Linked DNA regions of Rattus norvegicus: regions 2, 3, 4, 5 and 6 are each linked to region 1. Evidence: chromatin contacts called from public Hi-C data. All regions are on one chromosome and are shown on one strand. The core of a region is the stretch at or near the end of the contact, and the rest is flanking DNA. Distances in the headings are between cores, read along the strand shown.

Region 1 (4,420 bases), core at 799-3,298:
ATGAAGCGAGACGGCAGTTTGTGCAGTAATATCTGCCCTTCAAAGTTCATGCAGCCAAGAAATGCAATTTTTCCTTTCACTCATAAATCTGAATGCAGTGCGCAGTCATTTGAAACCATCTACAAAATCCACAAGATTAAGCAGTTTGCCAAGCTTAATATCTAACAGTTGAGCACGGGAGAAAGTGAGGAAACAAGGAGTAAAAACAAACAACAAAAAAGACCAAGTTAGCTAGATACTTTCAACTACATAAGGGAGGTGGATGTCAAGTCTACAAAAACGAAACAAGAACAGGAAAAAGTGGCAGCAATCTTTTTTTTTTTTAAACCAATTTGTACAAGTTTATAGTTTACTTTGTTTCCAGGTTCTCAAACCTTTCAGGATCTGAAAAGTGAGATACTGCGTCTAAGGGAATGTTTTTGTTTTTTTGTTTTTTTTTTGTTTGTTTTTGATTTTTTTTAATTCACACCGAAGAAGTTGGGGGTGGGGGCAGGGAGGGTGATTTCTTTCAGCCGCGAGGTTAACCGAGTCAACAGCTGACTCTGCTGGGCTGCTGTTTGCACACGAAGTCCGTCATAAAATCAAACTCATTTTGGCCCAGCCAGAGTTCTGGCAGCTCCTTGATGCGGTCCAAACCCATCTCTATCACTAAGGACATAAGCACTTCCTCGTCGATGAAATCAGTGTCTATGACATTGGGCGGCAGCATTGCCGCGGGGACGTGAGCCACCGAGGCGGGCATGGTGCTGCCACCGCCACTGCCGCCCGCGCTGCTGCCACCCGCGCCGCCCGAGGTGCCGCCGGAGCCGCCGGGGGTGCCGCTGCCACCCGCGCCGCCAGGGGTGCTGCTGCCTCCACTGTGCTTGGGGTTGCAATCTCGGAAGTGCTGGTTTGTCCCGTTCATCTGGTGGCCTGCAGCGGGGTGCAAATCCGGCATGTAGTGGTTGTGGGGGTAGGGGTGATGGTTGAAATACTGGTTGTTGAGCTTCTGCAGCTGCATGCTGGCCGGCAGGGAGCCTCCCTGGCTGGCCACAGGGGGACCCATGAACTGGGAGTTGTTAAACCTGGCGGCCGGGGCCAGAGCGCTCGGGGGGTGCCCCCCGTTCACAGTCCCCGGCCCCATGGCGTGCCTGATGCCGCTCGTGGCATTCATGTTGCCCGCGCCGTAGTGTATGTGCTCGCCCATGAGGGCGTTGAAGGCGTGCTGGGGCTGCTGCTGCTGGTGGTGATGCGGGCTCGGGAACTGCCCCATGCCCATGCGGTGGGCAGGGTGGTGGTGCAGCCCGTTGGTGCCGTCGGGGAAGCGACCGTGGTTCATGGCCATCATATGGTCTGCCATTTCCAGTCCTGAAAGCGAAACGAGCAGACGCTGAAACCCGCGCCACACGTGTCGCCCACCAGAGCGCACCCCACTTCTGTAGCCTCCCGAACCCGCGCGCACGTCAAGCTGCAGACCCCTACACCCCCCAAGAGAGAACCCACCAGCAGCCCGTGCACCCGAGCTCGCTACCTCGGCGGACCTGCTGCCTGCCGGATCCGCACAGCCTGGCGCTGAGCGACCAGCCCCTTCCCCTGCGATCCGGGGAAAGAGGAGGGGGGACCGGAGCCCACACCCCCCTGGGTTCCCTGAAGTGGCCTAATAAAGGAAGTGCCCCGGAGCCGGGCCGCGAACTTCAGGCATTCAATCAACCCTCCTCACCCTGTGGTTGCACATCCTGTTGTTATTCCCCAGCTCCGCCTCACGCTCGTCCCCGGGGCCAGCCCTGCCCTCGGAGGACTAGGCTGGCAGCAGCCCTGGCTAAGCTTCGCCCGCCGCGCTCACCTTCCGTCTTTGCGATTTCGGCTCGGAACACCGAAGGCGGGCTCGTCGGGTCCAGGACCGGCTCAGCAGCACATAGAGGGGCAGCCGAAGGGCTGTGGGGCGCTCGCTGGTGCGAGGTTGGCGCCGAGGTCTTGCAGCAGCCGCTGGAGCAAATTCCGAGCCGTTCCCTTTTCTTTCCCTCCGCTGCCCTAGCCGCTCCTCAGGACCGCCAGGCAGCTGCCAACAATGAGCTGTGTTTCTCCGGGCTTTGGCCACAGTTAATATAAGGATCTCAGGAAGGGCGGAGCGAGAGCCTCCCCGGCGGCAAGCACGAACATACGGATTCAGGAACATCAAGCGCCCTGGACCGGGTCCTCCGCCGCGTCCGCGAGTCCGCGCTGCACGTGCGCAGCGGCTGCGCGCCTCGGCGCCGCCCAGCAGTTCCCCGGACTGTGGTGTCTTTCTGGCCCCCAAATGTGCGGTTGTGCCTGCCACCTCCGGGACAACGAGCTAATCCTCCCGGCCACCCTGTGCAAGGAAGCACCTAATGGAGAGGAGCAAGGAGCACTCCCCGCCTCCTTCTGGCCAGATCTCCCCACCCCCAGCTCGCTCACCCGGCTTACCCAGTGATCTGCCCTGCCCTCTACAGGAAAAAGGGGTTCGCTCAGCCTCCCTGCCCAGCAGAGTTTTCTTAGGTGCCAAACTCTCCCCAACCTGAGAAGAATGGCTATGCTTTCCCGAGCTAGATTTTTAAAGCCCTTGGGCCGATCGTGTCCTGTCCTCTGAGCGCGCTTTCCTGAGCCGTGCCTTTGTGCTTTTTGATACAGGCAGCATGTAAACCTAACTGAGGGGTTTTCTTCTAGTGGACGCACCCCTAACTCCCCATCTCCCGCTCTGCACCTCCACTCTTCAAGGACAGGGGTTGGGGGCGGGGAGCGGCAGCGGCTGCAGGTGGACCGAGCGCGCTCACAGGCCGGGGCGGCTCCACTCCCCGGTTCTGGGATCCACTCCGCACTTTCCGGCCTGCTCCACGCTCCGGGAGTACGTGTGCTTCTGCTAAGTTTGCGTTTGCAGCTCTTGGTAGCTTTGGCATCCGAGCTGAGGCGTCCCTGCTCTGTAAACAAACTCAGCGATCCTCGTCCCCAGATCCACCTTTTTGCACATACACAGTTACTTGCTTCTGCTGTTGCCCTTGATCCAGGAGGTGGGGGTGTGTGCAAACTTGCACAGCCTCCCTCCGGGCTCTGCCTGACGGTTTGGGGTTGATTTAGAAGCAAACGGGTTTGTAATTAAGAAATTCGAGGGCTGAGTAAGGCTGCTGCTGCAGCAAAAGGAAAACAGATAGATAGCTTGGTAATCGCTTTGTAAATAAAGTCGTTTTGGAAGTGGGCACGTAGCAGCACGTCCTGTATGGTACAGTGCGCGCACACACGGCCAGGAGTCTTCCTTTTCAGTGAAATTGTTCAGTGGAGCAATAGGCGGTGATAATAATAACCTTGCTTGCAGAACGAAGCACAACGAGCCCGATCGCCCATTTGGCTCATTGACTTGCAAATAAAACCCCTAACACTGGTCTGGGCCACTATCCAGTCCTAGCTCTCTTGCTTTGCGAGTTATTTTTCCTACCCCAGGATGAGGCTGCTTGGAGCGTGTATCTCTCTCTTTAAGTGGTGAAATCGAGTTTAGCGCTCCGAATAAGGACTTCTGTATACGGTTGTTTCTTCATAACTCGATGTCTATGGAAGACTTCCTGCTATAAAGTGCCAGTGCCCCTCCCCCCTCTCGTTTCTTTTTTTCTCCCTTCTAGCTCACAGACTTTTTTTAAAGGCTGTATTTCTTGAGAACTGGAAATTCTGATACATTGCGTGCCCCATTCAGTAAAATTTTGACGTTACTCATATGTCTTCTTCAAGTTAGTCTTAAACACCCCAAACAACAAAACCTTCTCTCTTCCTCTCTACACTTTTTCCAGGATGTCCAGCATTTACAACCCTGTATGCAAATGATTTTGAAACCTCAAGAATGTTTACTTCTTGGAGAAGCGAGCAAGAGATAGATACATGCCTTTCAGTTATAACAATTCTCTGTTTTGTCCAGCTCCCAGTTTGGCCTGTATATCATGAACATAAAGTTGAAAAACCAAGAGGTTTTGAAGGAAACCAGAAAGGACACTTTCTATCAAAAATCTGCATTCAAAAGTCTTGGCGAAGCCAAGACAATTTTTTGAATAGATTATTTACTTCCCTTCTATATTGTGCAGTGTCTTGCGACACAAGGAACAGCTTTCGAAGTCTAATCTAAATTCCTCTTGCAACCATTAAGGGAAGGTACCCCACTACTGAGCTCCAACGTTTCTACAGATTGTTGGGCAATCTCTGGAAAGGTCACTTGCCCATCCCCCCCAGCAGTAAAAGGAAAAATAAATACTTCTGGGTCCAGTTGGATGGCATGCAGAATGCACTCCTCATTTATTCTCCCAATCATGTTTTCTGGGTTTTAGGAACTTCTTAGTGCCCTAAGATATAACGACAGGAACTCCTACTTAGAAGGAGACCTCAGATAATCAAGTTTGGAGACACCCACGATCCCAGAGTGCACAGGAGGAATACCATATTCTGT
Region 2 (4,420 bases), core at 1,271-3,770, 510 kb after region 1:
ATTACCAGGACAAAGTTGAACCCAGGTTCAATTTAGTTGCATCTTCAATCTTGTGAGAAAACCCTTCCCCAAACCCAGCTTAAGAACAAGGAGCCACAGGGGACAAACATCTCCAGACCACTTACAGGTCAATGCAGTCTCAGTGGGACCTCTAGCATGGGAGTTGTTGACTAAGGACACATCCCTCAAAATAATCTTTGAGCAAGAACAACAAAGTTCATTCGATGAGAAAGAAGGTAACCCTGGGAAATTTTCATCCTTCTTTCAAAGGCAGAAGTCGAAGTCAAAAAAACACCCAGGGTTTTCAGGTTTTAGGGTCTAGACTAAGAAAGCTTAAAGTCAAGTCCGACAAGATTAGGGATTGCACAGTTTATTTCAAAGCAGTTATGGCGTAAGGACTCTAAGATACCCAGGCCCTTAGACTACATTTGTGAACAAACTATTATTCGTGGTAAGGTTTTTTTGTTGGCTTGCAGTCCCTGCCCCAAGGAACAAGTACTTTCTGGAGCAAGCAGTTATATTTGCTTTCAGGGTTATTTAACACAGGGACAGAAAATTATGCTGGTTTCAGTTTTCATTCCCCTTTCCTGCCCATCCTCCCTTGAAACTCGGTTCAGGTTTCCCAGAGCTGGACCACTAGATTAGGCTAATAAAAGTGTTGTGAAACCAGGGCTGACGTGAAGACTTAGACCTCAAAATTGTCCTGTTTGGGAGATCGTTAACTGGCCTGATACTAGTGATTTCCAATTCAATTAGTATTTTTTTTGTGTGTGTGTGTGTTTATTCTGTTAGTGTTTATTGGGAGATATTCAAACAAAATTATGATAAAAATTTTTTCCCTTTAGTAAAATGAGTACACACACACACACACACACACACACACACACACACACACACACATATATGTATATGTATATTATTGACATTATCTGCATACTGCATGACCAAATAAGAAGTCATCCCAAATTAACTCTAAATTCATTCCTATTTCCAAGTGGGCTGAGATCATCATGATAGACTAAGACAAGGGAAAGGAACTGACTGAGATGCCAGCGATCATAACAGCTTTAAAGACAAAGTAGGGAACATCAGAATCAGATCCTGCATCTTGAACCCACATATCATAAGCAGTAGTAAAGCAGTGATTATATCGAGGCAGTTCACAAACGTGCCCCCAGATATAAGACTATCTTGAAGGCTCTCTACAATTGGTAACTTCATCATAGTGGAGACCCTAATGGTAGCTTCTATGACAGTGAGTTCCAAGAAATAAAAATCAATGACTATCAAGATTTCAGCCTCCATACCATTGGACTAAGAGGACTAAACCAGCAGATACAGGATTTTTATGCCTGTGCAGTCTCAGAGCATAGCAACCATGCCTGTAGTTCTTTGACTGTAAGTCTACCTATAGTTAGGTACTGAAAGGCTAATGGAAGCCAGAGAGACAAATTTACCGAGGAATAAAGGGAAATTTCACTGTTATAATACCAAGGAGAAGTTGGATGGATTATAGTCACAGTATATTACAAATAGATTTAGGTGATCCATGAAACAAGTCAAATGATTGTATCTGAAGATTTTGTTTAAGCAGCACTCGAGCTCTGGAAGTAAGCCAGAACGTAGGAAGAAAACACCCTTTCTGTAGAATCTTTTAAAAATTGACTGATCTGATTCTTATCTGGACAAGGAAAAAAAAATCTGAAAGGGGATGCCTATTAGGTTTTCAAATGTTTCTGTGTTTCCTCAGAGACCTTAGCAGCCCTGGAAATTTCCGGAAGTGCGGAGTGCTGGTGGGGGTGGGGCAGATGGCAGGTAGCTTTCAGGTTTTAGGAGAGCCACACCTATGCAAATATGGATGGCAGCTCCAGGTTGACTCTCAAGTCTCGCTCCTTGTCTCATCTCTATCTCCTATGGCATGGAATCTTTAGGGAGTCTTCTCTTGTAATCTTTTTGGACTGGGCTTTTATAAGGAACTCTGTGGCATTCCTCACAGATTTCTGGAGCCGGGTTTGTGTTGGGGGTGGGGGTGGGGGTAAATAGCCTTTGAGTATCATTCCTGAATCTGTTCGTTTATTCCCTGGTGCTTTTGCGGAGTCTAAGGAAAAACATGAGCCTGTAGCCTTCCAGCCCGGGGCTGTAAAGTTGTCAGATCTCATAAGCTCGGCAACGTGTTTGGGTCTGGACAGGACTTGGAAGGGAGAACGCAAAAGAAAAAAAAAAAAAGGAAGGGGAAAAAAAAGAGTTTGTGGAACACACATCTGCTGCACAGCAGATGGTAGTTACGGAGCTTTCCCTGTAATTCTTGTTGCGTTTCCTCTACTGTAGTACTTAGGGGTTTTAAGTCGGGGGAGGGAAGCAAAATATTTGCGGGGGGGGGGTGGTGGTGGCGGGAGGAGGTGACTGTAACGTCAAAAGCCAGGCTTTAATTGTTCCACAACGCAGGATTTACAGAGTTAAGTTTCCCACAACCATCCTCCAGCTCGGCAGGGTGTGTTACAATAGGAGCCCTCATTACATAATCGCCAAACCCCGGGTAATGTTACACAGTGTTCAGCAGATAAAGGGCACGCAATAATGGAAAGGAGCTGCACTTTTTCCTCTAATCTTAGATGGACGGAGCGTATTATGTTACTGCATAAATATTACATGATCATGTAACAAAATATACTAATGAAATACACAGATTCGAAGCCAGAGTGCAAGGGTTGGGATTGCACTGGGAGCTCTTAAATTGATTTTCCTATTCTTCGCTAATTCACATTCAAACTTAATTTAGCATTTGTGTCATTTTATGAGAATATAATATGTCATGGGAGACTTGACAGTTTTTAATGGGTTTATAAAATGGTACTTAGAGTCAACTTCTGTAACAGAAATATAGACATACAACACCACTGCTGTCTTCCTCAGCTTGTGCCTGTCTGCGTCTTCTTATGCACTTGATTGTTGACCTAAAGGCTCATTTTGGCATAACGGTTCCTCCTACCTTCTAAGTACAGTACCTTTGTTCTCAATGTTAAAGGCATAGAGGTTGTGTGTTGGGTTTGGGGGCATTTCTATTCACTGCTTGCTTAATATTTGTGTGCAAATTAGTCAGACTACTCATTTAAACAGCTTCTGTCAGTGGATTAAAAACACACTGACACAGCACCTACTGTGTAACGAGTTCTGTTGTAGACTCTGATGTGATGGAAAGAAACTGTCAGGGCCTTGCCTCTTCCGAAATGAAGATCTCCAGTGAGGATGACGGCCCTGATTCTATTCACTTGGAGCCAGACTGTGTCGTGCACCCCAAACAGCTTTGACAGTGCTGGCAGAGCACATCTTGTTACATTTTCTTCTTTCATTTTGCAGAACTCTATTTCGGGCAAATGTTTCCTGTTATCCTGCTTCTGCTGTGTGATTTTCCTAGGAATGCTCATGTTTACCGTGCTCTGAGTGAGGCTGTTTGCAGTCTTTCTATGGGTATAGTACTGTTATCTAATATTCCGTCGAGCTAAATAAGCCTTGCAGAATTGTGGGAGGTCAGAAGTGGAAACACGGTAAAAACAAAACAAAGACACAAACAAATAAAATACTCCTTTTGAACATTGGGAAATTCAGGTTCAGAAACTGCAGAAGATCAGGCATGTATGTATCAGTGGAGAAATAGGCTGGGTTCATTTCTTCTTCTTTATTGTGCAATGGCTGGCTATATGCTCATGGCATAAAGTTGGTTTCTGTGATATTTTGTTTTTGAGATGGAAAGACAAAACCAAACAGAACAAAGCAGGAGGCTTAAGTGGGCATTAACTTGTGAAAATGTAGACACAAATGCCTAGCAGAAAGACCGCTAAAAATAGAAAAATATTTTCAAGCAATTTAATCAATGCATTCAGTGAAGATTCTGTTTACTAATTAACACCGCAATCAGGTTTTAATTTTTTTAGTCATTTATTTATTTTAGTATGATCCTTTAGATTTAGTTTCATTATTTTAAGGCCATAGTGAAATTACACCTTATTATTTATAATTGCTGTTCTTTTATTCTATAGTCCATGAGGTTAATTTTGTAATTCAATTATCAAATAGCATATGGTTAGTCATAACTTTTTCCTAATTACTTCAATATCATAGGATATTTGTGCTGTGCTGAGAATATTAATATATGATATTAATATACTCACATAGTTTTTAAAAAGAAAGGAAATACCTTTAAATATCATGTGCTATTCATTCTTTTGTTAATGTGGAAGATATAGAACATTTGGAAACGACTGGCGTGTAGTTTTAGAGTTTTCAGCCAGTGGACTCTGGGCTATATTGTTCTTCATCTCCTGTGTATTAAGAAGAGTCATAATGCCAGGGAGTGTGTAGTGGAGTGGTTCACCTTTTGGCAGACAAGAAGCAAATAGAAGCAGCATCTGGGGAAAAGACA
Region 3 (4,420 bases), core at 706-3,205, 480 kb after region 1:
TCCATTTTTACCTCGATTGTCTACTGCTAAAAGAGTATGAGTACTCTTAAGCCACTCTAGACCTCAGATATTGTGGCTATAGGTACCACGTATAGATATGGGAGAATGTTGCCTTGTTGATTGGATCAAGCTCAGTCGCTAACTCAAAGAATGGGGTTTCATCAAGTTCCAAGACTTATCTAGTGGTTTTTCTGTGTAGCATTGGATTTTCTTAGTTGCTTTGACAGTATTGCCTGATTTCATACCAGGGTGTGACAGTCCCATGGTTTGGTATGTTTCAGATAATTCTGAGTTATTTGGACTAATTCAGGATATTCAATATTGTTATTTTGCAGGTTAGAATGGTCATCCCTGAAATAAACAAGGACCCACTGATCTGAACTGCAAGACCAGCCCTGAAGCGGCTAGGTCGGTGTCTGGAGCACAGGGCATTCAGTCTCTAAGCCTACTGAATGGCTGTTCTGTGCTATTTTTTTCCCTTTTCCTTCCTAGGAAAATGCAAAAAGTGCTTTTCTTCACACCATTGGATAAATTACCTCAGGATAAATTGAATCCTGTTTACAGTCCGGTGGTTTTATGTAATCAATTTTTTTAAACTCAGGTTTCAAACTGGAACACCATAATAGCATCAAGAATTTGAGTAGTTTTTAAGAGTCCTTCCTCTCTCAACTCTAGGGCTAAAATTATGATTTTTTTTCTAGGTCCGAGCTCTTCCTTCTGCTACACAGCAGCCTTCAACAAGATACCCACTTTCTCCTCAGTTCATGCCCTTGCTTGAATATAACAACATTTCCTTTCATAACCTTTTTTTTTTGGTGGAAGTCAAATGACATAATGTAAAATTATATTTTGTAGGTTTGAAATCTTAATAATCAGTGCCTTATGATTTTGGTGACTCCTGGTTTTCTCTCTATAAAGTGGCCAACTGTCTCTTCAGCATCGCTAGCTTTGTTACATCAGCCAAAGCTGAATGATGGTAAAAGGGGGGCTGTCAAAGGAGACAAAGGGAACAGTGAGGGCACAGGGAGGAAGACTGGCATATGGTGTCGGGGGAGGGGCTCCCAGAAGACGTTGGTCAATGGAAGAAATGCATGAGTGTGCATGCATATGCACACATCTGCACACACACACACACACACACACACACACACACAGCATGCATGTATAGAAGAAGCTCTTGCACATAAAATGCCATCATGAAGGGCAAACATGTCTCTGATCTTTCTTACCCATAGAAAACTCATTCTGCATTTCAAAGTGACAGCTGCAGCTATGATCTTTTAAAGAATTGTAATTGCTCTCTCGGCTGAGCATTTCTTTTAAAGTGTCTAAATGAGATCTCATAGGTTTGTTTGTAGTCCTTTACTTGAATTATCCGTTAGCTAGGTAGCTGCGGCGTTCATCAAATGTAAAGTAGAACGTGGTGTTTTGGCAGGCCGGGTGTGTAACTGGCTCTGCAAACATCCTCCAAGGTGTTGTGGATGACTTTCTCAGCCTCCACGTGAGGTCCTAAGGTTATGAGAGTCTGGTTAGCATGCAGATGCACTTGCAACCCATTTTTTATATTTTCTGTCATGTCAGTCTGGGTCTGGCTGGAATCTGTGATCTGAATGACTTTTAAGCAACGGGTATTCCCACACAAATATGAAGATCTCTCGTCTGGTCAATGCACGTGCCAACAACAGTGTTCTGGGACCAGGTCAGCCTTTGCTTCAGTAGCTCCTGATTGGTTAGAAGGCCCCAAGATCCTGAGCTGTTGGCCCATAGCCATTTTCTTGTCCTCTGTCTCATCCCAAATAAAAGCTTGGAGATGTCCCTCGGGCAGTTTTCTCTCATTTCTTTACCTCTTATTTTGAGCCTTGAAAGCTCCTGGGTGCTTTAAAAAAATGTCCCCAGATTTTGGCAGTTTTGGTTGTGGTCGGTGAGTCACAGAACGCAGCAGCCATTTTTATTTGCCATTTTTGGTGTGGTCCAGGACTGCAGAGTGGTGTGCTCCCTTGAGCTAAGGAATGTCTCCTCAGGAGCTGGGAGCGAAGCAGGAGAGAAACAAAACTTGATCTTTAGCACAGGGGCTACTGTCATGCATCAATCTACATCAAAAGGCCGGAGGCTTCCGGCTAGCCCTCCCCCCTCTGGAAACCCTCACATACCTCAGATCCAAGGCGGCTAAAAGAAATGTGAGGAAGCGTAGTTTCACAGGAATTAAGTCTTGCAACTTAACAGGCAAACAGCGGTGCCCCAGAGGCCCTGCCTCATAAAACGGTCGTGTTATTTATTTATCTGCTTTTTTCAACACCGGCGTTCTGTTTTGTTATCAACTTTGCAATTCGGTGGACAAAACGAACAAATGGGAAAAATAAAAGAAAAAAAAAACCTTATTGCTTGGTTTGCTAAAGTGGGGGAGAGAAGGAGAGAGAGAGAGAGAGAGAGAGAGAGAGAGAGAGAGAGAGAGAGAGAGAGAGAGAGACATAATATCTATGGAGCAAGAAAGAGTGTGACTGAATTTTTATTAATGGTCAATAAGCCCAGATGGATGTGTGGTAACGTTGCTGAGAGTGTTACAAAGCAAATCACCGTGTCACAAGAAATATTATTAAATTCTATAATTTCCTTTTCTGAAACTAGTTTCTCTGGATGGAGTTGGAGAAAGAAAATTACATTCAATATTCACCTTAACCGAAAAGCAGCTGAGTGTGGTGGCTGATATCCTATAAATAGCAGATCTGTGACCTCATTGCTGTTCTCTCTCTGCCTAGCAGTTTCCAGTTGAATAGAAAATTGTCAATCATCTGAGGAGTCTGGGCATATAGGGAGCTTATTTGGCTTCTGGTGTGGTCCTGGTCCTTCTTTAGTGGCTGGGCACGGTATCTCTGAGCAAAAGCCAGCCTGCTGTCTGTTTCAACAACTTGTCTGCTGTCTGTTTCTTTGTCTCCATTGCCCAGGTAATTGCAGTTGTGTGGAATTGGCCTAAGGTGACCTTGAAAACTGTTTTAACCTTTCGGAACCTCGGGTTATCCATCTGTAAAGTGAGTGTTGGAGCTCCTTGGCCTCATTTCAATAGAATGCTTTGAGAATTGATTAGATAGTGTGCATAAAGCAAGTTGACCTCTCCTGAAGGAATACAATGTATGATTTTATTTGCTGGCCTCAAAGCTCTCAGAGCAGGCCTCTTCAGTACAACGTGGTCATTCTCCTAGCTTTTGGGTTGCTTGGAGAGGAAATTCACACCATTCAGGGCAAAACAATCCACTCTAGCTTCTAAATGGGGGATTGTCTGTCGACGGAGCACAGATTCAACAGATGGTTGCCAAACCTTCCTCTTGATTTTGTGCTTCTTTAAGCTGTGTTCATTAAAACTTCAACTGGCAGATAACTTTGTGGAGGCCTCGTGGAAGGGCCGGGTGGGTGGATGAATGGCGGCAAAGTCAAGGATGCAGCCTCTGGAGCCTGGAGACTCATTAAATTAACATGTAACAGATCAAGCGGGTTTCCGGTATCCTCTGGGCAGTTAAGGCTCTGAAGTTGTTTGTTTCCCACGGGTCTGCAGTGCTCCTATGGAGGTCAGTGTTTTAGCACCTCACTAATAAGAGTCTTTTTCCGGATCTGAGCACTTGGGCTCCATGTTTATGCTCAAGTTCCTTTTTTTTCCCCCAGAAGACGGAACAGGAACCTGGAGCAAGGGCTTTCTAGGGGTGTGGTGGGGGAAGGGATCAAACCTCTCTCTGTTTTCATTTTACAGCCTTCACAGAAAAGCACCACAGCACAGATATTTTTATGCCAAAGGCTGCCATTTCTGCACCCCTTTCCCCTCTTCTTTGTGGCCACGCATCCTCGCGTGTGTACCTGTGCCCATTGTTCAACTTGTGAAATTTTCATTTATCTAACAAATGTCTTGCTTTACGGAACATTTTGGCTGTGTCCACAGATCATTTTTTTTTGTCACAAGAAGTGAATGTAGTTCTTCAAATGATTTCTTTCTTTCTTTCTTTCTTTTTTTTTTTTTTTTTGTCAACTTGGGAACCAAAATAAAATTGACATTCCCAGAAAACAAAAGGTGCCTCGGAACTCAGAGGCATTTACTCTGAAATAAAAAATTTGTGTTTACTCGGAGCTCAGTTTCTGTTGAAAAACAAACACCAGAGACCCTCAGCAAAAGAAGAGAAGCCCCCCTGCTGACACATTCTCTCCTTGATTGATGGTGTTGTCTTGGCAAAGCAGCTACAGAAATGGGAATCAGAACAAACGGGTTGGTGTTATTCAATAAAATACCTTTTAAAAGAGAAAAGAAATCATAAAATTCAAGGGATTGCATTTGAAATGGTGGCATCTAGCCGTCCCAATTTGTTCTCTGGGAAATAAAGAAAATCGGATTGAGCTTTGTCCCCTCTCCTGTGAGACCAATGTGATTTGAAGGACTTGA
Region 4 (4,420 bases), core at 1,219-3,718, 360 kb after region 1:
CACTGAGTAGTTGGACCAAGATGAGCAAGGTCTTGAGAGAAGAATTAACTTTATGATGGCTTCTGCTTTTTTCCTTTCAGAATTTTTCAAAGAGACCCTGAGGAGATTGCTCCTTTGGTAAAGCGTTTGCTGTGGTAAAATGGAAACCTGATCACCAGCACCTACAAAAGAAGCCGGGCATAGTGGCACAGGCCTCTCATCCCAGCGTTCAGATGATGGAGACTAATGGATCCCTGAGGCTTGCTGGTCTACCAGCCTCAAGTAGACTCATTGAGCACCAGGTAAGTGAGAGACTCCATCTCAAGAAATGAGCCTCTATCTAAAAAACTGAGTTGAAGTAGACACTTAATGCTAACCTCTGGCCTCTGCTTGTATATGCAAACACATGCATGTACACACACACATACACACACACACACACACACACACACACACACAAACACAAACAAGAATTCTTTAGAGACCTTACACACTATTTAGAATTTTATGAGAATATAATTTCTACTGTATACATTATAATTACGTGATTAATAACAGATTGTTTTAGGATCATCTATTAAGATTGTAATACAAATACCTTTCGAGTATATTACTACAATAATAACAAAACAGAAGGTATTTTTTTTTTCTATTTTTTCGGAGCTGGGGACTGAACTCAGGGCCTTGCGCTTGCTATGCAAGCGCTCTACCACTGAGCTAAGTCCCCAACCGAAAACAGAAGGTATTTGAATCTAGGAATAATTAGACAGCTATTAATGAGGAGTTTACTAGGACAGCACCAACCTTCTATACCCTATAGAAGAATCCAAGGGTATAGATAGGTGTAGAGGAATCCAAGAAGTTAAGAAGAAAGAGAAGACCCAAATAAGTATAGTTAGTTGGGTAGTATTTACATGTCAACATTTTTACAAGGACTGGGGTATTTATATCCAACCTGTTACCAAATGGCCCGTATACATCAGTATAACTATGAATACCAACACAAAATTATAAGTGGAGAGACAGGGAGGTGAAAAAGACGCAGGGAACTATTTTATGGAATACCTCTTTCCTTTTCAGATGATTTTGCCATCTCAATGAATACATGAAGAGTATTTTTTAAGGAAGTGTGTAGTGGTGGCCATTTTCAAGGCAGAACACAGGTAATGATCATTTACTAGAAGACATGAGGCTCTGTTAATGAAGATCATTTTGAGATATATGACAGCACTGGAAAGACAAGTCAGTGAAGGCTTTAATGAGGGTTTGACGAAAGCTATGGGTTCCAGTTGTTCTCAGTCTTAGATGTTAGTGACGATCATTTGAGAACCTTAAAAAAATAGAGCTTTCCTCTCCTCTCCAGCCTCTACAATGCCTCTGCTCTCCCTGTTATGATTCAACAGAAAATACGATGGGAGATGTAATGCTTAGTTTTAATGAACAACTTAAGGAATTTAGAATAGACCTAAGAGACTCAGTATTGAGTGTGCCTGTGACGATGCTTCTAGAAAGGATTGACCGTGTGGTACGGAAAGACCCACCCTGGGAAGGGAGCAACACCTTCCAAGGAGAGGTCAAAGCAAAACAGTGCCAGTGGTGCCTACCTGCTTTCCCCTTTTCCTGACAAGTGGGTCTATCCCAGGTACTGAGTTCCTCACTGACATCAGACTATAGCTTCTGGAGCCTTCAAACACTGGGGATCCCCAGGGAGCTCTCAGGCCTCCAGCCCTGATTTAGGATGCCAAGGCATCCAGCTTTGTGTAGTTACTGATTCTCTGCCTCTCTAGTGTATAGACTGCATTGGTTGTGGTTGGGTTACACAACATTTACTATGTAAGGCAATGTAATCAATCCCTCCCTCTTTATATTTACACACACACACACACACACACACACACACACACACAGAGAGAGAGAGAGAGAGAGAGAGAGACATATTTTATCTATATCTACTTATATCTACACATTACACATATGCAACTTGTTGTATTCCTCTAGAAAACCCTGCCCCATACAGTAGTTTTTCACGGTATAACTTGTCTTATGAGCAATGCTGTACATTCCTTAGAAGCTGCAGAGAATGGAAGCATCATGGAGAAAATGGCAGGGAGACCCAAGACTCCAAGACAAGAAGGATGAAGTAAAAGAAGCAATCAGGAAAGAAGCATTGCTGTCCATGGGCAGAACTATCCCAGGAAGTTAATCGCGATAAACACAAGGTGAGGAAATATTCCTAAGAGACATTGTTTTTCTTTTGCATGGCTATAAAGAACATAATTGGTATTTCTGGTTAATCTCCCCAAAGCTGGCTTTTCACACTAAATTTCTAGCAACTGCTAACAATTTCCACTATGCATGCAGCCAGGAGCCTCTGAGATTGATACCAGACAAAGAAAGCCCTCAGGCGTTCTCAGCAGAGAAGAGTCACAGTCCTCTCCATTTTTTAAATAAGCAAAGAAGGAACAAAAGGACTCACTTGGTGAGTCTGGTGGTAAGACTGCGACTGGGAGGCATCCACTCTGAAACAAAATACTTGAGGTTATGCAATTTGTGTGAGGCTTCTGAGGAATCTCTATTTTGCAAGATTTATGACATTATGCTTTTTTGGCTGAGACTATCAGACAAACAAAATCCTTTTAGACAGTGCAATGAAAAATCTCTTCAGCTTTTTCGTGTTTCAAGCACAGGAGAATGCCCATCATCCTTCAAATGTACCAGGCAAAACAGCTTCTGCTTTTGTTTCTTCTGCCCCTTCGATGACATCTTCTGATGCTACCTTTAAAATTCTCACTCCAGACTTCACTCCCATTCTCTGTGAAACAGTCCATCATGGATGAAACAGTATCCAGATACGCTCCCTTGTCTAGAGAGTACATGGGTCCTTAATATCACTTTCCTGTTCTCGTGTTTGCTTATCTGCCTCTCTTTCTGGACAGACTGAGAGTAATTTGAGGAAAGTGTACAAGCTGGATCCTTGCAGAGTGTCTGTTTTTAATTGCGCCGGAAAGCTAATCCTTCTGTTGGGTAACTAGAACCCCTAATGAGAGAGAGATCAACAAATGCTTGTTGCATTAAGTTGACAACCCTTCACCCACTTGGACGTTTTCCTTTTGGCCAGTTCTGTCGAGGCAGCTTTACTCGTATCAGTTAAAACTGTCTTGGTTTTGTATGTGTCTGATCAACTAAAAACATGTGAAGAATTCGCTTGCTTATGTAGCCTGTGTACTTGGAGAGAGGGAAAAGAAGGGCTATAATTAGATCCTCCAAGTGGTTGAAGACTGAAGCGATTGATAAAAACAAAGCATTACTGTCAGCCGTGGAGAGCTCAGGCGTCCTCACTGTGTTCTGAAATTAGAATGGGATGATAAATAGTTACTGTGTTATTGGACAATAAAAGAGCAACTTATGGTATGCAATATTATGATAGTCCCCCTACAAACGGAGCAAGATGGCAACTCCAGGAAACGAAAACTATAAAAGAAAAAAAAATAGTAGAGCCAGGCAAGGTGGCTAGCTAGACAACATATGAAAACAGAGAATTCATTTACATTAGTAAAGGCACTTGAAAACATGCTAAAAGTTTCAATTCATCCGCAATAAAAAGCATATTATACTTAGAGATTTAATAACGACACTTGTATAACATCTGTCAGGAAAATAATATAGTCTTCCTGAAAGACATAAAGGAGGAATTCATAAGTATAAGGCTCTGCTGTGCTCCTTGGAGGATTGGCTCGCTATTGCAGAAATTTCAAATAAATGTATAGATAACCTCAACATTCTAAAAATGAGAAGTTAAACAATAATGAGATTATATTTCCTTTCAAATTGCCAAAGTATAAAACGACATGGAACATTTTTTTTCTCATTATGTCTGATAGGATTATAAATTCTTATAACTTTTTTTGGTGAAAATTTTAAAATGGATAGCATCCTTTTAAACTCCTAAGTCAACTTTCTGGCTTTAGAAATTGGTTCTGCAGAGTCACCTTAAGTGACTGTAATCTTGACCTGTCAGATAGGTAATAAAAATTGTTCATAGAAATTGAGTTTAAATTATTTTTCATCCATTGAAGGAAATGTTACGGAGATATAAAATGATGCAACAGCTGAATATATCCAATGATAAATCACGTTTTACATATCAGGTGTACATAAATAAACTGAAACATGTTGTCTGGTGTGACTCTTTGCTTGTGAAAATATGTTGTGCTGGAAAGATGGTTAGGTGGGCAAAGCACTAGCTGTAAAAAAGCATGAGGACCTGAGTTCAGATCTCCAGGACCCACGTACAAGGCCAGAAAGGCTACAGAACATCTTTAAATGCAGGAGACTGAGAAAGAAGATCCTTGGGTCTCACTGTCCCAGCCAGTCTGAAACAAGCAGTTCTAGGTCCAGTGAGGGAGACTCTGCTTGAACAATAAAGTAGAGAAATTATTCA
Region 5 (4,420 bases), core at 1,133-3,632, 280 kb after region 1:
AATAGTGGTTAGAGCTAAGCGCTTGGCAGCTTGCACAGGTGCGTGAGTGATGGGTTAATGATTATGATAAAAGCTAATTTACTGAATAAACTATGTGGTTGACACTTTTTAAAGTGCTTTATAAGTAATAGCCCTTTAATCCTCCTAGCAACAATTTGAGACAGACGGTACGGTAATCCTTAGTCTACTGACGAGGATAGTGAGAGGTTAGGTAAATAGCCCAAAGTCACAAGTGAGCGTGTGCTAGAGATGGAATGTGAAACAAGGCATCTGCTTCAGGACTTGGCGTCATCACTGACATAGCATTCTAGGCTTTTCTCGAAGGGGGAAAGACAGTTTTAGTTACTGGAAGGAAGAATATTTCTTGGATGTTTATTTAAGGTACAGGCATTTCTATAAAACCCGATACCCAAGGATCTTTTCAGAGCCTTTTTTGTGATTATGTGACATCCAAAATATTACAGCTCCATAGCAACATGGATGTTAAAAAAATTAGAAGCCGTGTGAAGTAGCAAATGTTTCCCTTATTGGATACAAACTGACGAGGGACTCGGAACAATGGGTTAACCACTGACTCCCCAAAGATCATAGAAACTGGGTGAAAGCGAATGCGGTCAATTAGAGAAGAGAATGGGGTTGAATTGCATTTTATGTTTTTATTTATTTTGTTATTTTTAGAGCTAGGACCTTCTTTGGGAATTAAAAAAATATCTGTTAATATGAGAAAATACATTTTGGCCTGGCATGGTGACCGTTCCTTTAATCCCAGCACTCAGGAAGCAGAGGCAGGCACATCTCTGAGTTTGAGGCCAGCCAGGTCTACACAGAGAAACCCTGTCATAGAAAACAAACAAGCAAAACAAAACAGTAAAAGAGGAAAATCTAGAAAAAAGTTTCCTTTTGAGCATAAGAGTCCAGTTTGATCTGTGTTGTTGAGAGACAGCTAAACTGCCTTTATTCATAAGATCAGGAAGCCTGGAGTTCAGCTGAGAGGGTGGTCTGGCAGTAAATAATTAGAGTGAGAAGGAGAGAAAGTCGAGTCTGGCAGCAGGCATTTTAAAGCTTGTTTTTACATCATAGGGTTTTGCAAAAACTTTTTAGGTAAAATTAGGATTGATTCTAAATCCTAGTTAATAAATCTGGAGGCTCTGTTTTCCAAGAAAATCTCTCTTTCGACATCTGGGAAGTAGATTTGCTACAAATATAATGGATGAAGTACTTTAATGCGGAATGTGGGGTGTGTGTGTGTGGTTTGCTCCATCTATCTATCTATCTATCTATCTATCTATCTATCTATCTATCTATCTATCTATCATCTATCTATCATCTATTTTCTATGACAGTCCTGTTAAGTGGCTGTTGTGTTTTTCTCATGACACAAAACGCTTTCAAAAAATTACATTCTTTGTGATTTGATTGATGCAAATATCACAATTAAAATGTTCTGTTTAGTTATCTTAGTTATCTTGCTTTTGTTTTGTCTTTCTTTTTTGATTATGGTCATTTGCTTTGGAAATACCTCAGATAGTGATTTGAACTGGTGGAAATCAACAAGTTGAGAGCCTGAATTTTGAAATAAAACAGAATTTTTCAGTTCACCTTGGAATGATGAAAACCAGTAGAATTATTATTTTTGTCACTTTGACAAATGGGTCTCTTATGTTTGGGCTATTTCTATGTCCCCTTCACATATTTCTGCTATAACCCTTACAATTATTTTCTAGAGGTTTTAAAAAATGGATTTTATTTTTGTTTAAATTAAATTTTATTTTGAAATAAAAGATTTTGTTTTGTTTTCTTTGTCAAGACAGGGTTTCTCTGTGTAACAGAGCCCTGGCTGTCCTGGGTTTGCTCTGTAGACCAGGCTGGCCTTGAACTCTCAGAGAGCTGCCAGCCTCTGCCTTCCGAGTGCTGGGATTAAAGGCATGCGCTACCACACCTGGCTCTAATAAAAGATACTTTTATGTCTTAAGCAGTAATATCCATGAAGTCATAAGCTTGACTTACTAGCTTCATATTTTTTCCTTTGCTTTTTAAATTAAGTACCCACAATTTAAAAGGCTATCCTTGCCTGCTGCCTAATATCAACTGTATATTAAGGTAGAAATTCATCCTGGTAAATTACTACTACTACTACTACTACTACTACTACTACTACTACTACTACTACTACTACTACTAATCTTATAGTCTAGAATCAGGGGACTGATTTGTAAAATTATCACTCAAATACAATTCCTCAACATTTTTTGTTTTCTCTAAGAGAAATGTTTGATAACTTTCTGTCCTAGAATAAACCTTTGAGCCACCACAGGCTTTTGGTTACTCTAGGAGGTATGTCATAATTCCACAGAGTTAGCCAAAGTAACCTTGATTGTGTGTGTGTGTGTGTGTGTGTGTGTGTGTGTGTGTGTGTTTAAGAGTAAATCATTACAAGCCCAAGCCCAGCCCTTTAATTATGAGTAGGAAAACCAATTTCCTCACAGCACACCCATCTCCAGATTGCAACACCACACCAGAAAGATCTGCTTCTGCAAATTGAGAAGCATTACCAGAGTTCTGTTTGTTTTAAATTTGAATTAAAGCTGCAGTGTCCTTGGGATGCATTTTTGAAACAATGAAAGGTTGTTTTGATTTGGTTCTCTTTGTGTGCTTGTGATCCCTCATCTCTAGGATTGGAGGCCAGAGCTTGACCTTGGGTGTGTTCTCCGGCTCTCAACCTCAGGTTTTGAGACTCAGCCTCTCCTTGAACCTAGAAGTCGGTGATTCAGCTAGACAGGCTACATGTCTCTGCTTCCAGAACCTGGGGTTAAATTACAGATGACCTGGCAGTTTTAACTCAGTCCCCGTCCTTGTGCAACTTATACATACATTCATGTGTTTATATGTATATATATATATGTATGTGTGTGTGAGTGAAAATGAATATATATGTATAATATATGTTCTATTATAAAATAGTATAATATAATATTATATAACATATGTATACACACATGTATATATAATATAATATAATATATAATATTATACTTAAAATATTTAATATATATTATATGTATATATGTATACATATATACACATATCTGTGCATATACAGAATGCAAACATGTTATATACACATGTTATATATAATATAATTAATATATAATATTAAATATATGAAGAGAATATATATATATAAATATATATATATATATATGTATGTATATTCCTTGGGTATGGAGAGTCAATTTGTTCAGAGATGTGGCCCTGGTAGCTACCCATGCTCTAGAAAATGGCCTAACATCCATGCACATAGAGGCAGCACCGAGCAGACTTAGTGGTGTGTATCTATGTGTTTGTGGTTGTCCATGTATGGGGAGAAGGGCCCAGAAAGAGTAGGCAGGGAGTGAGAAGTGGTCGTATGATCCAAATTTACATTGTATGCATGTATGAAATTCTCGAAGAATAAATATTAAATACTATTTTAATTTCATGTTTTCTTTAAAAAAAAAAACTATGTCGAGAATTGTATGTCACCTGACTGATATCATCTGGTTTGTTCCTGGTAATTAATATGATTTACAGAGAGTGAACATGAGTTTCTGTTTTAGCACCAAAGTAATGAATCCTGGGAAATCCATCAGTTCTTGGCAAATGGGACAACTGACAGTCAAGGCACAATGGGTCTGGATGTGAATTCAGCAGAGATCATCTCTTGGTAATCTTTCTATTTGAGTATGCTGAAATCATGGACTTTAGCCTAATGATCTCAGCTCAAGTAGGCAGAGAGGTCTCTCTGTTGCCCAACCACCTATTCTCTAAGTACTTATTGCTGTCAGAGCAAGCTCACATCTTAATCATGTCACTTCATCACCTGACATGGCTTCCCATTCAGTGTAGGAACAAGGTCAAACTATTGAAATTGTCTCATCTGGCTTGCTTTGATTTAGTCTATTGAGGCCCACCTCTACCTAGAGAATTTGTCAAAAATGTAGATTTCTATTTTCACTTTAATTAATTAAACTTTACATACCAATTGCAGCCCCCTTCCTCCATTATCCCTTTACACAGACCCTCCCCTTTTTCCTTTCTCTGAGAAGGATCCTTACCCTGGGTATCATCTCAACCTGGCACATCAAGTCATTACAGCACTAGGTGTATCCTCTCCCACTGAGGACAGACAAGGCAACCCAGTTAGGGGAACAGAGTCACGGACAGCCCCCACATGGAGACAAAACTGCACATCTGCTACATATGTGTGGGGGCCTAGATACAGCCCATGTTTGCTTGCTCTTCGGTTGGTGGTTGAGTCCCTGATTATCCCCCCTCCCCCACAAAGGTCCAGGTTAGTTGACTCTGTCTTCTTATGGTGTCTCTATTTCTTTTAGGTCCCTCAATCCTTCTTCCAACTCTTGCACAAGACTCCCTGAGCTCC
Region 6 (4,420 bases), core at 777-3,276, 260 kb before region 1:
GACGCAGTTGTTGCCATTACGGTGAGCTCCAAACAAGACAAGCGAGTGAGTAAACAATTTCATACTGAGTGTGTAAGCCTTTCTGGCGAAAACGGTATAGGGGATTCGTGGAGACAAGTCTAACTTTGGGTTACCAGAGAAGACTTAGTAGGTTATTAATGGCTTAGTGATGATATTAAGGTTCAGAAAAAAATACAGGCAGAAGAGTCCTTTAGGCCTATTTCACACATTTGAAAATCTTGTATTTAATATGCATATCAAATACAAATATTAAGTATATTAAATAACACACACATATGAGGAATAAAGGAAGGCACCTGATATTAATCTCCTGCACTCACCTCTCTCCCCCATCTCTCCTTCCCTATCTATCTTAGGGCCTTCTAAAGGATTACTTTCCTTGGACATAGAGGGTATTGAGGGCTAAGAAGGGCTATAATCTTTCCACCGAAAAAGTTCCAACTACTAGCAGTTGCTCTCAAGTATACAGTGCTATCCCAGTTGCTCCAGGCTCTACCTGTCAGACTCTCAGCTAGGAACTCATGCAGATGGCTCTTGTCTGAGCAGTTCCTTGGCCATCTTTCTAGACTTTTCAGCAGAGCCATAGTGCTTTGACTCAAGAGCCGAGGCGATTAAAGATCACACTCTAGGAAGAAGTCACTGAAAAGTGAGTTCAGTCTTTTTCTGTAGTCATGGATCAAGACCCTTTTATTTATACGTTCACCAAGTTCATTTCAGTTGTTTCTTACAGCACCCAAGACAAAAATAGGGCTGTTTCATGTGAGGGGAAAGAGGGGAAATATTTAAGTGTACATATTACCAACATAATCAGAGGTAGACGGGACAAGTAAAAGGTGATACTCTGACAGCTTTTCTGGGAAGGTATGGGCTCATTCTGAAGAAAGCGAGTTGAGACCAGAAGGATGGAAAGAAGCTCGTCTTTGAAAGGGGCAGAATAGAGTGCACAAAAGGAGACCACATCAAGCTCTTCCCAGGAGCCCCGTGCCCTCATCTCCTTTTCTTTCTTTCCAGTTTTCTTCTATTAAAAATAGATTTTTATGCACTATATCCCACTATCCTTTCCACTTCTCCGGCTCCTCCAAGATCCTCACCACTTCCCTTCCCAGCCGAATCCACAGCTTTTCTGCCTCTCCTTAGAACACAAATATGCATCTAAATAATAATAAAATAGTAAGGTAAAATGAAAAGAAACACACGATATAGGACAAAACAAAAGAAAAAGCAGGAGAAACACATACAGATGCAGAAAAACACTCATTCGTTCAGTGAGGAATTCCAGAAAAACAGAAAACCTGAAGCCATAAGGTATATACAAAGGACCTGTAATATTAAAAAAAAAAAAAAAGGCCCTGACAAAACATTCTGAGACAGAAACCTCTGAAGATGCCATTGAGTTTCTTTTGTGTTGGCCATCGATCGCTGAGCATGGCTGTGCCTTCAGGTCTTCACAGCCCGGCCATTCTCTCCAGACAACTCAGTCTTCTTAGTGCAGCCTGTTTCAGGCTGGCTCTGCTCCTGGCAGAGCCCTTGGGTCTCTGGTTGGCAAGTGTGGGTTAAATAAGCTGTCCAGCACAAGACTGAAGAATTCCCATGCAGGAGCTCGACTGCTCTCTCCAGGAACGCCTATATCCGAAACCCTTCGTTTTGCTTTCCTGTTTTAGTCACCTGTTTATTTTTCCAGACCATGTTGTAAGCTTTAGCTCCAGTAAGGTCAGAAGGTCAGTTAACAACTTCACTAACACTCTACCTGGCTCTCAGACATGGCTGTCTGCATGCCAGGGAAGCCCGGGAGGAGCCTCCCTCTCCCGAGAAGGGGCCTGGATGACGTCACCAGGGCGGAGGGCTGAGTGCCGAGCGTGACGTCACGAGGGCGGGTCGACCTGTCGTGAGGTCACCGGGTGGGCGGTACCAGGCTCGAGCCCCAGTGTCGTCACGGGCGGGGGCGGGCCTCGAGCGTGTCAGCGCAGCCGAATCAAAACAAGCCCGAGACCCGCCTTTTCCCTCAGGCTCCTCAGCTTCTCGCTCCGCTCGCGGGCCCGTTGCGCCCGCGCGGCTGCGAGCCTCGGGTGGCCGCGCGTGGCCGCGCCGGCTTCTGCCGGGGAGGGCGCGGCGGCCGGAATGGCGCGGCGCGGGCCGCGCGGCGGGGCGGGCGCCTGAGGAGAGCGGCCGGCCCGCGCTCTCCGTGGCCGCCGAGGCGCCGCCGCGGGGAGCCACCTTCGTGGGCGCCGGACACCGGGACACCCGCGAGCGGGTCGGGGAGATGCCCAACCCCAAGAACAGCAAAGGCGGCCGCAAAAACAAGCGCGCCAACAGCAGCGGGGACGAGCAGGAAAATGGAGCCGGGGCCTTGGCGGCGGCGGGTGCGACAGGCGCGGCGGCCGGAGGGGCCCTGGCGGCGGCGGCGGGCTGCGGGGCGGTGTCGCTCGGCGCGGTGGGCACCGGCGGCGCGGCGGGCCCGGGAGGTGCGGGCACGGGCGCCGCCAACGCCACCATCGCTGCGGGGGCTGCAGCCGCGGGGGACGCCAAGAATGGTAAGACGACAGCGGCGGGGCGAGCGCCAACTTCCTCCCCGACGGGCGGGCGCGGTGGCGGGGCCCTGGGTGGCGCGGGCGGCGCGTGGACAATGCGAGTCAGGAAGTGCTCGCCCCGCCCCTCCGCCCCGCGGTGGCTTTCCCTTCGTGGTCCCCACGCGGAGCAGCGTGGACAGCGGCTGCGGGCCCCGCGGCGGCGCTCCGGTTCGGTGCCTACTCCCCGTGGTGCCCGCGCGGGCTGAGAGTGAAGTGTTACTGGGTTAGGGGAGCGAGCCAGCCAGCAAGCAAGGAAAGGTGCCCAAGTTAGAGTGATCCGAATGAAAACTTACCCGATCCACCCACCCACCTTTGCCCCCAAAGAAGAAAAACCTTAATTCGCAGCAGATCTCTCTCTCTCTCTCTCTCTCTCTCTCTCTCTCTCTCTCTCTCTCTCTCTCTCTCGTCTGTCTCTCCTGTCTCTCTCTGTCTCTCTCTGTCTCTCTAATCTCTGTCTGTCTGTCTGTGTCTCTCTGTCTCTCTGTCTCTCTGTCTCTCTGTCTCTCTGTCTCTCTGTCTCTCTCTCTCGTCTGTCTCTCCTGTCTCTCTCTGTCTCTCTCTCTGTCTCTCTAATCTCTCTCTCTCTGTCTCTCTGTCTCTCTGTCTCTCTGTCTCTCTGTCTCTCTGTCTCTCTCTCTCTCTCTCTCTCTCTCTCTCTCTCTCTCGCTGTGTTGCCTGAAAACCTTAATTCCCAGCAGATGTGTGTGTGTGTGTGTGTGTGTGTGTGTGTGTGTGTGTGTGTGTGTGTGTGTAGTCCTGATTGCCACAGGTGGAGAGGCCAGAGATTGAGAGGGTGTGTGTGTGTGTGTGTGTGTGTGTGTGTGTGTGTGTGTGTGTGTTGGGGGGGTATTCATTTAATTCTCCTGTCTCGCTTGAGGAAGGAAGAGAATCTGAACTTGACTTCCGTTCCCAGCCTAGAGGTTTTTGTTTTTGTTTTTTGTTTTTTGTTTTTTTTTAGGTCCCTTGTCTAATTGTTTCACGTTTGTTTTTCTAAAGAAGCCCGATAATTTCACGAGCACTTAAACGATCCTTTAGAAGGGAAGAATGTAGGTAATAGCTAAGGTGTGACAGGATTTTTCTCTTCTTACTCTGGAGACACTGTTTTTTGTGACCGGATGCTTGACATTTTATTTGGGCGGTTTTTAAACTTTTTCTTGTCAGGTGGTTAGTTTTTCAGAGGAAAGAATGTATATTTTCATGAGAGTCGATGAGAATCTTTATAATAGTTATCTTTGCTTTTTAACAGTGTTCAGTTTCCTAGGCCATTCTCTATGTAGATGAAAAAGGGTACTTAAAAGAACACCACAGTGGTTCCCATAGGAGATAGACTACAGGCTGTTGGATATGGGCCCCACTGGTTGAGCCCCTGCAGTTTTGAAATAGGAAGATTTGTTTATTTATTACCAGGAGCAAACTTACACGTTTGTAGGTGTTTGATAATACTTTTGGCTAGCCTGTGCACATTCTCGCTTTCTTATCTCTAACCTTCCTTTTGATGTGACTGAGAAGATACTTAGACTCTGCACAATACCAACTCAGCCTTAGTCATTTAGGGCTTTGATATCTGGAGAAAGGCCAGTTTTTCTGAACCTCAATTCCTCATGTACAAACTTGATGGGAGTGGGGGTAGAACTGGGGGGTTACACTGGTCTTTTAGAGGTTTCTTGTGAGGGAGGCTCAGAGCGACACTTTTCTATTAGGTTCCCATTTCTTGTTACTTTAAAGGTTTATCATGTAAGGTCAATAAAAGTTCGTTGCAGATAATGGTTGATGAATAACAGCTATTAGTTACTCGTTTAAAATATTTAAGATAATTATTAGATTATTATTTT

Evidence for each region. Hi-C and Micro-C count contacts between places; a contact is called where the count stands out from the background.
Region 2: a Hi-C map of mammary epithelial cells shows a contact between it and region 1, with 3 times the contacts expected there. The contact joins the enhancer-like site here to the promoter of Cited2 in region 1. A contact is called at or near these places in 4 of 12 Hi-C or Micro-C datasets (the Rat2 cell line, frontal cortex, mammary epithelial cells and 1 more) and 1 of 1 datasets of contacts at active chromatin or transcription factors (oligodendrocytes).
Region 3: a Hi-C map of the A7r5 cell line shows a contact between it and region 1, with 7 times the contacts expected there. The contact joins the enhancer-like site here to the promoter of Cited2 in region 1. A contact is called at or near these places in 1 of 12 Hi-C or Micro-C datasets (the A7r5 cell line) and 1 of 1 datasets of contacts at active chromatin or transcription factors (oligodendrocytes).
Region 4: a Hi-C map of psoas muscle shows a contact between it and region 1, with 3 times the contacts expected there. The contact joins the enhancer-like site here to the promoter of Cited2 in region 1. A contact is called at or near these places in 6 of 12 Hi-C or Micro-C datasets (the A7r5 cell line, Schwann cells, kidney and 3 more) and 1 of 1 datasets of contacts at active chromatin or transcription factors (oligodendrocytes).
Region 5: a Hi-C map of hepatocytes shows a contact between it and region 1, with 2.9 times the contacts expected there. The contact joins the enhancer-like site here to the promoter of Cited2 in region 1. A contact is called at or near these places in 4 of 12 Hi-C or Micro-C datasets (hepatocytes, kidney and liver).
Region 6: a contact with region 1 is called in a Hi-C map of mammary epithelial cells, with 2.5 times the contacts expected there. The contact joins the promoter of Heca here to the promoter of Cited2 in region 1. A contact is called at or near these places in 3 of 12 Hi-C or Micro-C datasets (frontal cortex, kidney and mammary epithelial cells).

What each region holds. Positions count from the first base shown.
Region 1 is chr1:14,129,931-14,134,350 of GRCr8, reverse strand. It overlaps Cited2 (Cbp/p300-interacting transactivator, with Glu/Asp-rich carboxy-terminal domain, 2), which reads right to left and starts at 2,048. Exons shown (of 2, transcript NM_053698.3): 1 at 1,823-2,048; 2 at 1-1,347. The coding sequence starts at 1,339. The coding sequence ends at 530.
Region 2 is chr1:13,620,736-13,625,155 of GRCr8, reverse strand. No RefSeq gene overlaps it. Among named protein-coding and RNA genes, the nearest start is that of Cited2, 510 kb to the left of the region's middle. Within about 2 kb of position 2,520, at least 39 of the 93 cell types and tissues checked have an H3K27ac peak or open chromatin away from gene starts, as enhancers often do.
Region 3 is chr1:13,651,891-13,656,310 of GRCr8, reverse strand. The region is part of intron 7 of LOC102546491 (a long non-coding RNA gene); the gene reads left to right. Among named protein-coding and RNA genes, the nearest start is that of Cited2, 480 kb to the left of the region's middle. Within about 2 kb of position 1,955, at least 7 of the 93 cell types and tissues checked have an H3K27ac peak or open chromatin away from gene starts, as enhancers often do. A contact at or near this core is called in the A7r5 cell line, where this site is marked.
Region 4 is chr1:13,773,744-13,778,163 of GRCr8, reverse strand. LOC102546491 (a long non-coding RNA gene) reads left to right here. Exons shown (of 8, transcript XR_010062773.1): 5 at 81-281; 6 at 2,048-2,198. Among named protein-coding and RNA genes, the nearest start is that of Cited2, 360 kb to the left of the region's middle. Within about 2 kb of position 2,468, at least 23 of the 93 cell types and tissues checked have an H3K27ac peak or open chromatin away from gene starts, as enhancers often do.
Region 5 is chr1:13,849,018-13,853,437 of GRCr8, reverse strand. The region is part of intron 2 of LOC102546491 (a long non-coding RNA gene); the gene reads left to right. Among named protein-coding and RNA genes, the nearest start is that of Cited2, 280 kb to the left of the region's middle. Within about 2 kb of position 2,382, at least 4 of the 93 cell types and tissues checked have an H3K27ac peak or open chromatin away from gene starts, as enhancers often do. A contact at or near this core is called in hepatocytes, where this site is marked.
Region 6 is chr1:14,392,797-14,397,216 of GRCr8, reverse strand. It overlaps Heca (hdc homolog, cell cycle regulator), which reads left to right and starts at 2,026. Exons shown (of 4, transcript NM_001107514.2): 1 at 2,026-2,552. The coding sequence starts at 2,282.